2 separate regions of the Mus musculus genome follow, and region 1 is linked to region 2. The links are chromatin contacts, called in public promoter capture Hi-C maps. All regions are on one chromosome and are shown on one strand. Each heading gives the region's core, a stretch centred on a gene start, on an enhancer-like site or on the middle of the called end of the contact. The rest is flanking DNA. Distances are from core to core; before and after follow the strand shown. Region 1 holds the start of Elovl6 (ELOVL family member 6, elongation of long chain fatty acids (yeast)). Region 2 has its middle 14 kb from the start of Tifa.

Region 1 (5,596 bases), core at 279-2,778, 1.7 Mb before region 2:
TCGGGCTGGAGAAGGCGAACCCCCGGCGGCTGCCACCACCCGCTCCAGCCCGGGAGCGCCGGCGTCTCCGGTTTCCCATTGATGAATGGAGGGAGGGAAGGCAGGTCGCGAGCGCCCTCGCACGCGGCAGCGGAACCTCCCGGAGCCCGGAAGCCCCCCGAGGGCCGGCCGCGGCGCAGAGGGGGTGGGGTGGGGGTGGGGAGATCGAGGGGGCTCGCACTAAACCGGAGGGAAACATCTCCAACCACAGCACGGTCTACGGGAAGGAGGGAGCTCCCTTCTTAAAATACTGCAAGGTGACACCGGATCGCCTCCCACACGGGGATTTTTCAGAAGACTGACCGGAGGAACTCAGTAAACAAGATGTTTTCCCGGATTCGAAGTTCTGGGGAAAGACCTCCGAGACTGCCCTGGCAGGAGCCTTCCAGTACTTAAACTGCTGCTCCACGCGGAGAAGCGTGTCCAAAAGGCGTTTCCTTTACACAGAAACTTAATAATGGCGTGGCTCCACTTGCTCGGGTTCATTCATTTTTATTGCAGTTTTCATTGTCCCCTCCTCCCCGATGTCTTTATGAAACCGGAAAGTAATCTGAGTGGGGAAGGGGTCCTGGACCCTGGGCATCTACGGCTGGAGGCGGCAGTCAAGGGAGGGCAGTAAAGTGGAAGAACTACAAGGAGAAAGGAAGGACACGAGGGATGGGGAGAGGGAAAGGACCAGAGAGAGGCGGGCTGAAGAGGGTTAAAGGGAGCGGAGACCGGGTCCTCCCTCCACTGCCTTGCACGCTCCAGTTGCGGGAGGCCAAGCAGAACCCCCAAATCTAAGCGAAAGCAGGGAGACAACACAGGTGGGATAGCTGGATTGTAACATGCCTCTGTCTCCCGTATATTATTACAGGTACACATATTATATGTTCTATGTTATATAATCTACACAAAGATGCCCGCGTGGCCGCGGCTCACACAGAGCACCCCCCAAACCGCACGCTTCCATGCAGCTTCAGAGTCTCCTGCAGACATGAGACCCTGGAACTCCGCGATCTGCTGGCTACTGCCGGCAATCCATCCGTCGCTCCGCTCACGCTCAGACCAGGAATACCGACATTAATGCACTCCCGGGAATAGTATCTCGCGAAAGCATCACCTACCAGTTTTCCTGCATCCATTGGATGGCTTCGTTCTCGTTGAACTGCTTTTCGAATTCATATTCTTGTAAAGTCAACACTGACATGTTCATTGGGGCTGATCTTCGGAGTCGCTACGTGTTCTCTATACAAAATAAAAAAATCTGTAAAGAGCCTTTTATTTTGAGTGCTCTCCTGTCTGCTTCCCCCTCCCACCCCCCTAGGTATTGCCCCGCCGTCAGTCTCCTGGCCGATCTCTCTCCCAGCCTCTCAGCTACATCCAGGGTTGAGCATTGCCTGCGCCTCTGCTCCCAGCTCCTAGCTCAGGGGCTCTCCTCCCAGCGTCCGCATCCACCGTAGGAGGAAATGAATGCCTTGCGGTCTTAGTGCCCGCACGTTTGTCCATCACGCTTTTTACTCGTCTACAGGGAAATCTCCTCCCCCTCGTGCGATCGGGAAAATTAACCCTTTGCGCGAGAGGGCGCAGAAGAGCAAGACCTCCCATCGCCCTGGGGGATAGTTTTGTTTACAAGAAGGTGGTTGGTGGACTGGGGGAGGGGAGGGAAGGGCGCCAAGAGGGAGGAAGTGGCCTTGAGGTCATACTCAAGCCCATTCGCCACCTCTTGGGCCTCCCTGCCTGGCCTTTGAATGAAGTTTCAGAGTGAGAGGCGCAGCCCTGAGGCGCGTGGACCTGAAAGCTTGGCGAGTAAACAATTGGGAAATAGTAAAATCTGCCAGGTTCTCTGGCATGAGAACTCCAGGCAAATAAATGTGAGGATCACGTCTTGCGATCTAGTCTCCTCACTACCTCGATCCCGCAGCACCCTCTGAGACCACCTCCACCGGGCAGCTTGGGCGCGGATTTACCTTGACCTTAGGGCCAGGTAGCCTTCGGAACTAAGACCACGTGCAGACAGGATGCTGAGGATGAGGACCTGGGAAGTCAAGGTTGACTAGGAGGCAGAAGTTAGGTAGAGGGTTTGGCTACCAGGAGGGGATATTAATGAACAAAGGAAGGGAATTTGGCATACAGAATTAGGCCTACTGATCTAAATACCAAAACTTTATCTATCTGCTTTACTTTAGTTCTGCCTTATTCTTGTGAAATTAGGAAGAAAAGATTAATGTAGGAGAGGGATTTATGTAATGCTAATCCTCCCCCTGGGCTACCAGCTCACAGCAACCATTCCCAAATACTCCTTATTTTTCTGGAGGATGGTATTTTCTAGTCCTAAAAGGAAGAAGGAAGTAAGAGACAATAAGGTACCTAATAATATAATATTTAGATCCAACAAAAGATACTGATCAACACTTATTAGTTTGTTTGTTTGTTTTTTAAATGTTTGTGATTTTCAAGATTGGGTTTTTTTGTTTGTTTGGTTTGGGTTTTTTAGGTGCTTTTGGCTTTTCGAGACATGATTTTTCTGTGTAGCCCTTGTTGCCCTGGAACTGGCTCTGTAAACCAGGCTGGTCTCAGACTCAGAGATCTGCCTGCCTCTGCCTCACTCACAAGTTCTGGGACTAAGGTTCGGGCCACCACAGCCCAGCTAAGAACCTATTAGTTTAAAGATGTACATTAGGACCAGAGAGAAAATACCCTCTAAGATGTTCATTTCCTCACCTACCAGCCAACTAAAATGAGGCGAGGGCATTTCATGCAGTCAGATCATCTCAGGAAGACACTGGAGGCTGAGGCGGGAAGACTGGTGCTAGTAAAATTGCCAGAAATTTGAGGTGAGTCTGAATTTCACAGTGACATCCTTGCTTCCCCTGCCCCCCAAGTCTTAAAAGGGTGGGGTATGTCCTTAATTGGGGGGTGGGTATGTCCTTAATCCTAATACACTCTGGAGTCAGAAGCATGTGGATTTTTGTGAGTTTGAGATTAGCCTGGTCTAGTAACAAGATCCAGGTCAGCCAAGGAGATAGAATGACACCCTGGGTTTTTAATGTCATTTGTTTTTGTTTTTGTTTGGGTTTTTTATTTGTTTTTGTTTTTTGATTCTCTGTGTATCCCTGGCCATCCTGGAAATTGCACAGTAGAGCAATAGATCAATCAGTGTGGCCTCCAACTCATAGCTCTCCTTGCCCCTGCCTCCCTTGTGCTGGAATGAAAGAGGTATTGCCACCACATTGTGAAAATGGCTTGGCATGAGGACCTGAGTTCAGAGTCCCAGAACCTCTGAGGCTGAGACGGGGAACTCCTCCTGTGTATTTTCATTTTTGGAGACCAGGTATCTTTTATATCTTACGCTGGCTAGAAATGGCTCTGTGAGCCAGGTGGTGGTGCTGCGCGCCTTTAATCCCAGCACTCGGGAGGCAGAGGCAGGCGGATCTACATGAGTCTAAGGCTAGCCTGAAATAACAAACCTGAAATAGGAGCTTGGAGATGAGTAAGAGACCTTGTCTTTAAAATGAAGATGGAGACATCTCGAGAATGACACATTCCATTACAGCTCTGGCCTCCTCGTGCACCTGCTCACCTGCACAAGGAAGCAGCCCCCCCCCCCAACTCCTCCCCACACACTTCTTTAAAGGAAGGAAGTCTGCATTGTAACCCATGCCTATAATTCCAACATTTGGGAGGTAGAGGCAGGAGAATCAGGAGTTCAAGGTCATCTTTGGCTAAGTAACAAACTCCAAGCTATAATGGGCCACATGAGACCCTATCTATCCCTCCTTCCACCATCACCACCAACACACACACACACACACACACACACACACACACACACACACACACACACACACACATACATCCACACAGAATAGATAGATAAGTCAGAGTTAAAAGAAATCCTGTAGATTATTACATCAATCAGAGGTCTAGTTGGTGATTAAGACATTAATGTCCTCTGACACTCTCAAAGACTTAGTGTAAAGATTTCACTTATCTCTTCAGATATAGATTGTCCTTCTAGGGGCAATATGTCAGGCCATCCTGAATGTCTTTGAAGAAGGCCTAAGACTAAACACTTGGCAAAATCAGTCCGAAAGGTGGGGGTAGCTGATGAAAGAAAGACGTTAGCCCTGGGCCTGGGCCTGGGAGCTGTCTTCCTTGTTGGTAAAGTGACTGGGTGAGACCAGAAGAGTGAGGAAGGGAACCAGAGCCAATGTAATCCCATTGGCAAATGTAATCCCAGCCTTAGGAAGGCAGAGACAAGATCGCTGCAAGCCTGAGGCCTGCCCAGCATAAGGCACAGTTTACAAAATATCTAGTGATTTGAATAAGAATGCCCCATAGGTTTGGCCCTTTGAGTACTTGGTCCCCAGTTGGTGGTGCTGTTTGACGGGATTTTAGGAGCCTGGCCTTGTTGGGTGAGTGTGTCCCTGGAGGCCTGCTTTACCATTTCATCTCTGTGCTTGAGTTTGATGGCAGGAGCTCCTAGCTTCCAGCGGCTGCCTACTGGTTAGAGTTGCTAGAGTGAACATAAAGATTAAAATTAAACAGCATACTGCCCAGAACCAGGAATGTCATCAGTCCAGATAAGTGCCCTCCCATCTGTTAAAGTCTTACAGAGACCAAGTGCAGAAGCCCTGGAGTATGAACGAAGGGTGGAGGGTTTGCATAGAGCTTTTATTTGTTTGTTTGTTTGCTTTTTGAGACATTGCTTTCACTGTGTAGCCCTGGCTAGCCTGGAACTCACTCTGTACATCAGGCCGACCTCAAACTCACAGCTATACACCTGCCTCTGCCTCCCGAGTGCTGGGATTAAAGGCATGTTTCTTCCACTGCCTGCCTCACACAGCAATTTCTAGCCAGTGTAAAATATAAAAGGTAAGCCAGGCGTTGATGGCGCACACCTTTAATCCCGGCACTTGGGAGGCAGAGGCAGGCGGATTTCTGAGTTTGAGGCCAGCCTGGTCTACAGAGTGAGTTCCAGGACAGCCAGGGCTACACAGAGAAACCCTGTCTCGAAAAACCAAAGAGAGAGAGAGAGAGAGACCTGGTTTTATTCAAGCGCACAAACTTGCCTTGAATGATCCTCCTAGCTGAGTGGTGGTAACACAGACCTTTAATCCCAGCACTGGAAAGGTAGATCTCTGAGTTCAAGGCCAGCCTGGTCTACAGAGGGAATTCTAAGACAGTCAGGGCTACACAGAAATTATGTCTTGAAAACATGAAACAAAAAAAAAAAAAAAAAAAAAAAAGAAACCATGGGCTGGTGAGATGGCTCAGCAGGTAAGAGCACTGACTGCTCTTCCAAAGGTCCTAAGTTCAAATCCCAGCAACCACGTGGTGACTCACAACCATCCAAGAAACTGTGATCTTCCTGCCTCAGTTTACAGAGTAGCTAAAGTCACAGGTATACACCATTGAGCCTGACTTCCGCTGAATGTTTAAGGAAGATGAGGAGGTGACACAGGCCAGGTGTGAGTGTCACCGGGTGATGATGCCAGCATTCCGGAGAGTAAGATAAGAGGATCCTAAATTCAAGGCAAGCATGGGCTACATACACAAGCAAGTTCTAGTACAG
Region 2 (5,152 bases), core at 2,616-5,115:
GGAGAACTGGCAGCTAGCCTCTGCTTTGCTGCGTTAATGGCACCTCAGCCTTTTGTCCCAGTCTTGAGACCTAACATCGCTCTTTTTCCCCTCACCCTGTGTGTACATTTTGTGTGTCTTGGTTGGATCTTTCTCACTGTGGACCTGCACAAGGGTGATCCCTGATAACCATACAGCAGAGCCACTGTCAGGCTGTCTTGGAATCTCCTGTGCCGGTGAAATTCATAGAGAACTCTTCAGTTTTGCCTAAGGCAGATTCCTCGAACAAGGGCAAAAAGCAGCCACATTCTTTGCCAGTTTCACAAGAACTGTCTCTAGCCCAGGTGCTAATACTGTTTGCCTCTGACGCTTCTTAAGCTGGGGCCTCCACAGCCCCCAGTGCACTCAACACTACTCTGTCTCTCGAGCTTCTGCCTAGATGGCCCGGCTCAACAGCGTTCACTTTCCTAATCCACGTCCCTCCAAAACGCAGTGTGGTTAGGCTGCCCTAGCAATCCCCACGCCATGGTTCCAACTTCTGTCTTAGTTACTCTTCTATTCCTGTGAAGAGACACCAGGACCAAGGCAGTTTATACAAGAAAAAGTACATTAGGGGTTCACGTACCACAGAGAACTTAGGTCTTACACGTGAGACAGAGCACTGTGACAGGGCACGGGCTCTTGAAAGGTCAAGGCCACTCCCTAGTGACACACCTCTTCTCACAAGGCTAATCCCAGTCCTTCCAAACAGCTCTACCAACTGGGAACCAGATATTCTAGCCTATGGAGGCCACTCTCATTCAGACCACCACAAACTTATTCCTTAAAAAAAAAAAACCAGTCACAGGCCAGTTAGGCCAGTTACACAGAGTGATAGGGAGGGCCCAGTTACAAGTCTGTGTGAACTTTCCACAGGTCAGGAGGCGTCTTCTCTTGGGAGGCAGTGTTCTGGGCCTCAATGGGAGAGCCTAGTAGACCATGTTGAAGGCAATGAGAAGATGTCCCAAGTTCTTGAGGCAGGAAAAAGAAAATGCTTCAAGAAGGAAAAAACTGAGGCACTGAAGCAGCATGGGTGAGGGGAAGCCTTAGGATGTTAGGGGAGTGTTAAGTGTGATTCATCGACGACTTACAGGCCAAGGTTAAGAGCAAAAGAGAAAGGGTTTTATGTGGAGTACGATGCTTCTGACATTTTGTCGGAAGCTTAGGCCAAATAGTGATTGGATTTGCATTTCTGAACGTTGGCCTAGCTGTTCAATAGGGCCCAGCTCACGCGAAGGCAAGCACAGATGCATACTACCCTCAGTGGGTGGGTGGACTGGGGCTTAAGTTTACAATAGCCATAGAGAGTCAGAGCCAGTGTAGAGGGAGAATCTCAAGGGCTTCCTGTTGGATTTGGATATAGGGATTTAAAAAAGCAAGGGCCGAATCAGATAATCCACCCTGTGTGTCAGTTCCACATAGGCAGGACTCAGCGCTGAAGCAGATCTTGACAGAAAGCTTTGAGATCTCTCCCGGGATGTGGGAGAGTGGTCAGTCAGCCCTCAGAGGAACTGTCAGACCGTACGTCATCTGCCCCTCAGCCAAATCACTCCAGTGGAGCGCACCCCATTCAGATGCAGAGACAATCCACTTCTGTCACCCGTCATTTGGTCTCCTTGGTTCAGTGGCATCTTACGAGCAACCCTGAGAATGACTCCAGTTGCTTTTGCTTTGTGCAAATAATAAATGTGTGCGTAAACCTATGGTTATTTGGCAGGCAGCCTGGCAGCTGCGGCTCTCTACCTGACGACGATAACATTTTGTTTCTTGACTGACTTAGAGCAGTGGGAAGAACAAAGATTAGGTGAAGGGAACATTTTGTTGGAAAACTTAAATATTGGGAGTATCAAAAGGTGTTTGTGTTATGTCTGCCACTCAAAGAAAAGCTGTGGCTTTAAGTCTGAGGGTTCTTGGTAGATATATCCTTGTCTCGTTGCTGCCATTAAAGACCCTAACAAAAGCACCTTGAGGGCAAAGGGGCTTATTCTGGTTCATGGTCAAGTGTGCAGTCCATAGCAAGGACCTCTTGATTACAAGAGGTTTGAGGCAGAAGGATACATTGTGCCCACAGACAGGAAGCAGAGAATCCTGTCAGCAAATCCTTAGCTAGCTTTCTCCTGTTTATGTAGTCCAAGACCCCACCCCCTCCAACAGTACCATCCACTGGTAGGGTGCGGATTCCCTCCCCTATCTAGATGATCCCTTGTGGGCGTGCCCCAAGGTCTATCTCCTTGGTGGCTCTAGATCCTGTCTAATTGACATTAACCGTAACTGTGAGTGGGACGTATTTTAAGTCATAGTAGATGACTTCCCCCAGGGAAATATAAGCAGAGAAGCCAGCCCAGCCTCTCTTGGGGGCTGTGTGGGGTGGGTGGTTAAAGGGTACCTTGAAATGCAGATACAGAGTTTGAGAGTGGGGTCACTGGCATCAGGGGATGGGAGACCTTAGGGAACAGCAAGACTAATGGATGATGTGTGTTAGGCAAATGAAGGGGGCAGTGAAGAAGAAAAAAAGAGCGTAGATATTTATTTACAAAGTTTTCCTCTCAGAGAAGTGGGGTAGCTGGAGGGGGCTGAGGGGTGATGTGAGGGAACTTACAGAAGATTCTCCTGTTTACCTCTAAAATGACGTAAATTGAAATTGTACTTTTGTATTCCAGCCGAGGACAGACTTCGAGTTTTCCTTTAGATGCAGGTACACCACTCATTGTTTATTAACAAACGTCTAACAAGCTGGTCTAGTGAGGACTGGAGAGATGATGGCTCAATGGTTAAGACACTGGCTGCTTTTCCTGAGAACCCAGATTCAATTCCCAGCACCCAGGTGGCAGCTCACAACTGTCTGATACCCCAGTCCTAAGGAATCCCACACTCTCACATAGACAAACAAGCAGGCAAAACCCATCAATGCACATAAAAAAATAAATTGTTTAAAAAAGAAGCCTGTTTTCTTTTAGAAGATACATTGAATACAATATTTTGCTATCTTTGTTTACTTAGTATCTCCTATTAGTAATTTGATTGCAGAGAGAAAAAAAATGGAGTTCTGTGAAAGAACCAACTTCAGCAAAATGATACTTAACGTCCTTAAAAAAAAACTTTAAAGGAGAAATGAGATGCAATTTGAAAATTATTGTTATGAGCTCTTTGTTAAAAATGATACGTTTATTTGAAGACCCTTTCCCTGGCTCCTAGACATAGTAACATCTAAGCCACCCAGTTCTGAGGATTCTACCAGCCTGCCTGGCTGATTAGAACTTAATGATGGAGGAAGTTAGAATGTTGCAGAGCTAAATTCTCTTGTGTTCTTTGTAGTCCCTTTGAAAACCTCCGTTACCCACAGTTCTGCCTCACCTACCATTCTTAGGGCCATCAGAACCTTAGCAGATTAGTTTTACCAATCCAGAAGATAAGACTATAACCCCACTACCTACTAGCCCCACCAATTTTTTTGTTCTTTGACTGATTAAAAAAAAAAAAAAACTCATGTACCCACATCTATGAAACATCTTTTTGGGCAATCCTGGGATATGGTTACTCAAATTTGGCTCAGAAGTAAACTTCTCTCTTCTTCCCTTTTAGTTCCATGGGAGAGAGAACTGTTTTAACACAGAGAGCGTTAAATAGGAGGCCCAGTTGCTCGGTGCTACTCCTTACATAATGGAGCACGTGAAGAGGGGCTGCACGCCACACCTCAGGCTGAGCTTCATTCACAGAGGTCCCCCTCAGGCTGAGCTTCATTTACAGAGGTCCCGTGTAGGAGGCACTGCCTTAATCCTTAGTTTCAAAACAAAGAAAAATGAAACTAAAGTGTCAGGATCCATGGGAAATGAAGATAAACCCTGGCAGCATGATTCACAGCCCACACTGAACATCATGTTTCCTCTAGGAACTGGGTCAGCCTTGTTTGTGAGGGTTTAGGAAGCCTGGGCTTTGTTTTGTTTCATTTACTTAGCGGGGATTTAAAACTAGTTTTAAAATAGCCCGGTGATGTTTTTGAACACGGCTACCTTCTGTGGATAATTCCTGGGTAGAAACTGCCTGTAGAAACTTCAATGCCTTTAGAATTGACAATGTCCAGAAACTAATTGCAATTTATCTTAGGCTATTTTTTTAAGCTCATTACATAGTGATTCTTTGCTCCCCTCTATGTTAGAACCTAACACCCTGACTACAGGTAACACCTTTTGGAGTCTGTTAACAGCGCCCTAATTCCCCACTAACCAAAAGTCATCGAACCACAACAGAGGGTTACAGCCGAGGTTTTCCACAGTGCTGCAGTGACCCAGTTAATGTCCACACCAGTGCGTTTGAAAAGCATCTTGATTTATGACTTTTCTTGTTCTGTTTCTATAAAAACTTCATGAAACTGCTTCCAGGTCGATGCATGGAATTTAGGATAACCTAAATCCATGTTTCTAGGCTATGGTCACTCATACTTGGCTCCAGAATAAAACTGTTTTCCATCCCGTTTGAATTACGATTTCTGTGTGTGTGTGTGTGTGTGTGTGTGTGTGTGTGTGTGTGTGTGTGTGTGTGTGTGTGTGTGAGAGAGAGAGAGAGAGAGAGAGAGAGAGAGAGAGAGAGAGAGAGAGCACACTTCTGAGCCAAACTCATCATCAGATCATCTGTGCCCTCCTACAAAAGATCATCCCAGCTAGACTTGTTGACTGAGGACTTCCTTCAGTGGAGGAAGGGCTGAGGAGGGTCTTGGGACCCTCAACCCAAATGTCTATCCCTTCCTCCTAACCAGTTGTATGCAATGCCCTTAAGTGCCTTTGGCTTCAGGGAGAGTTAGACTACATAAGTGGAGAAGGACAGGGGACAAGGGGACCATCTACATGGTCATAGGGGAGTCTATAGAGGAGTCCATGGAAATAAAATCCATGCTAGGCTGAGCAGACCTTCCTCTTAGTGTGGCTCCTTCAGGGCTACCCATGCTCCTGCCTGTAACTTCTCACCCACTCTGTCCTATCTGGAAGCACAACAAACTCAGGGCCTCCCAGAATGAACTCCAATGGAATGACACCTTGCTTTATGGTTGGACTTCAGGAGGAGGGGTAAATGTCTTCCTCAGGGAAGGAATTTGAGAGGCAGGCATCATAAAAAGACATAAAGATGGGTTCTGTTGTCA

The links. Promoter capture Hi-C pulls out the DNA fragments that hold promoters and counts their contacts.
Region 1: a contact with region 2 is called in a promoter capture Hi-C map of hippocampal neurons, with 4 times the contacts expected there. The contact joins the promoter of Elovl6 here to the enhancer-like site in region 2. A contact is called at or near these places in 5 of 39 promoter capture datasets (the 3T3-L1 cell line, the C10 cell line, hippocampal neurons and 2 more), 1 of 484 Hi-C or Micro-C datasets (B cells), 2 of 115 datasets of contacts at active chromatin or transcription factors (acute myeloid leukemia and large pre-B cells) and 1 of 9 other capture datasets (pancreatic islet).

The regions. Positions count from the first base shown.
Region 1 is chr3:129,528,318-129,533,913 of GRCm38.p6, reverse strand. Elovl6 (ELOVL family member 6, elongation of long chain fatty acids (yeast)) reads right to left here and starts at 1,528. Exons shown (of 5, transcript NM_130450.2): 1 at 1,419-1,528; 2 at 1,146-1,266. The coding sequence starts at 1,234. Gm35986 (predicted gene, 35986) reads left to right here and starts at 1,526. Exons shown (of 3, transcript NR_153368.1): 1 at 1,526-1,657; 2 at 2,750-2,855.
Region 2 is chr3:127,801,689-127,806,840 of GRCm38.p6, reverse strand. No RefSeq gene overlaps it. Among named protein-coding and RNA genes, the nearest start is that of Tifa, 14 kb to the right of the region's middle. Within about 2 kb of position 3,865, at least 34 of the 459 cell types and tissues checked have an H3K27ac peak or open chromatin away from gene starts, as enhancers often do. A contact at or near this core is called in hippocampal neurons and liver, where this site is marked.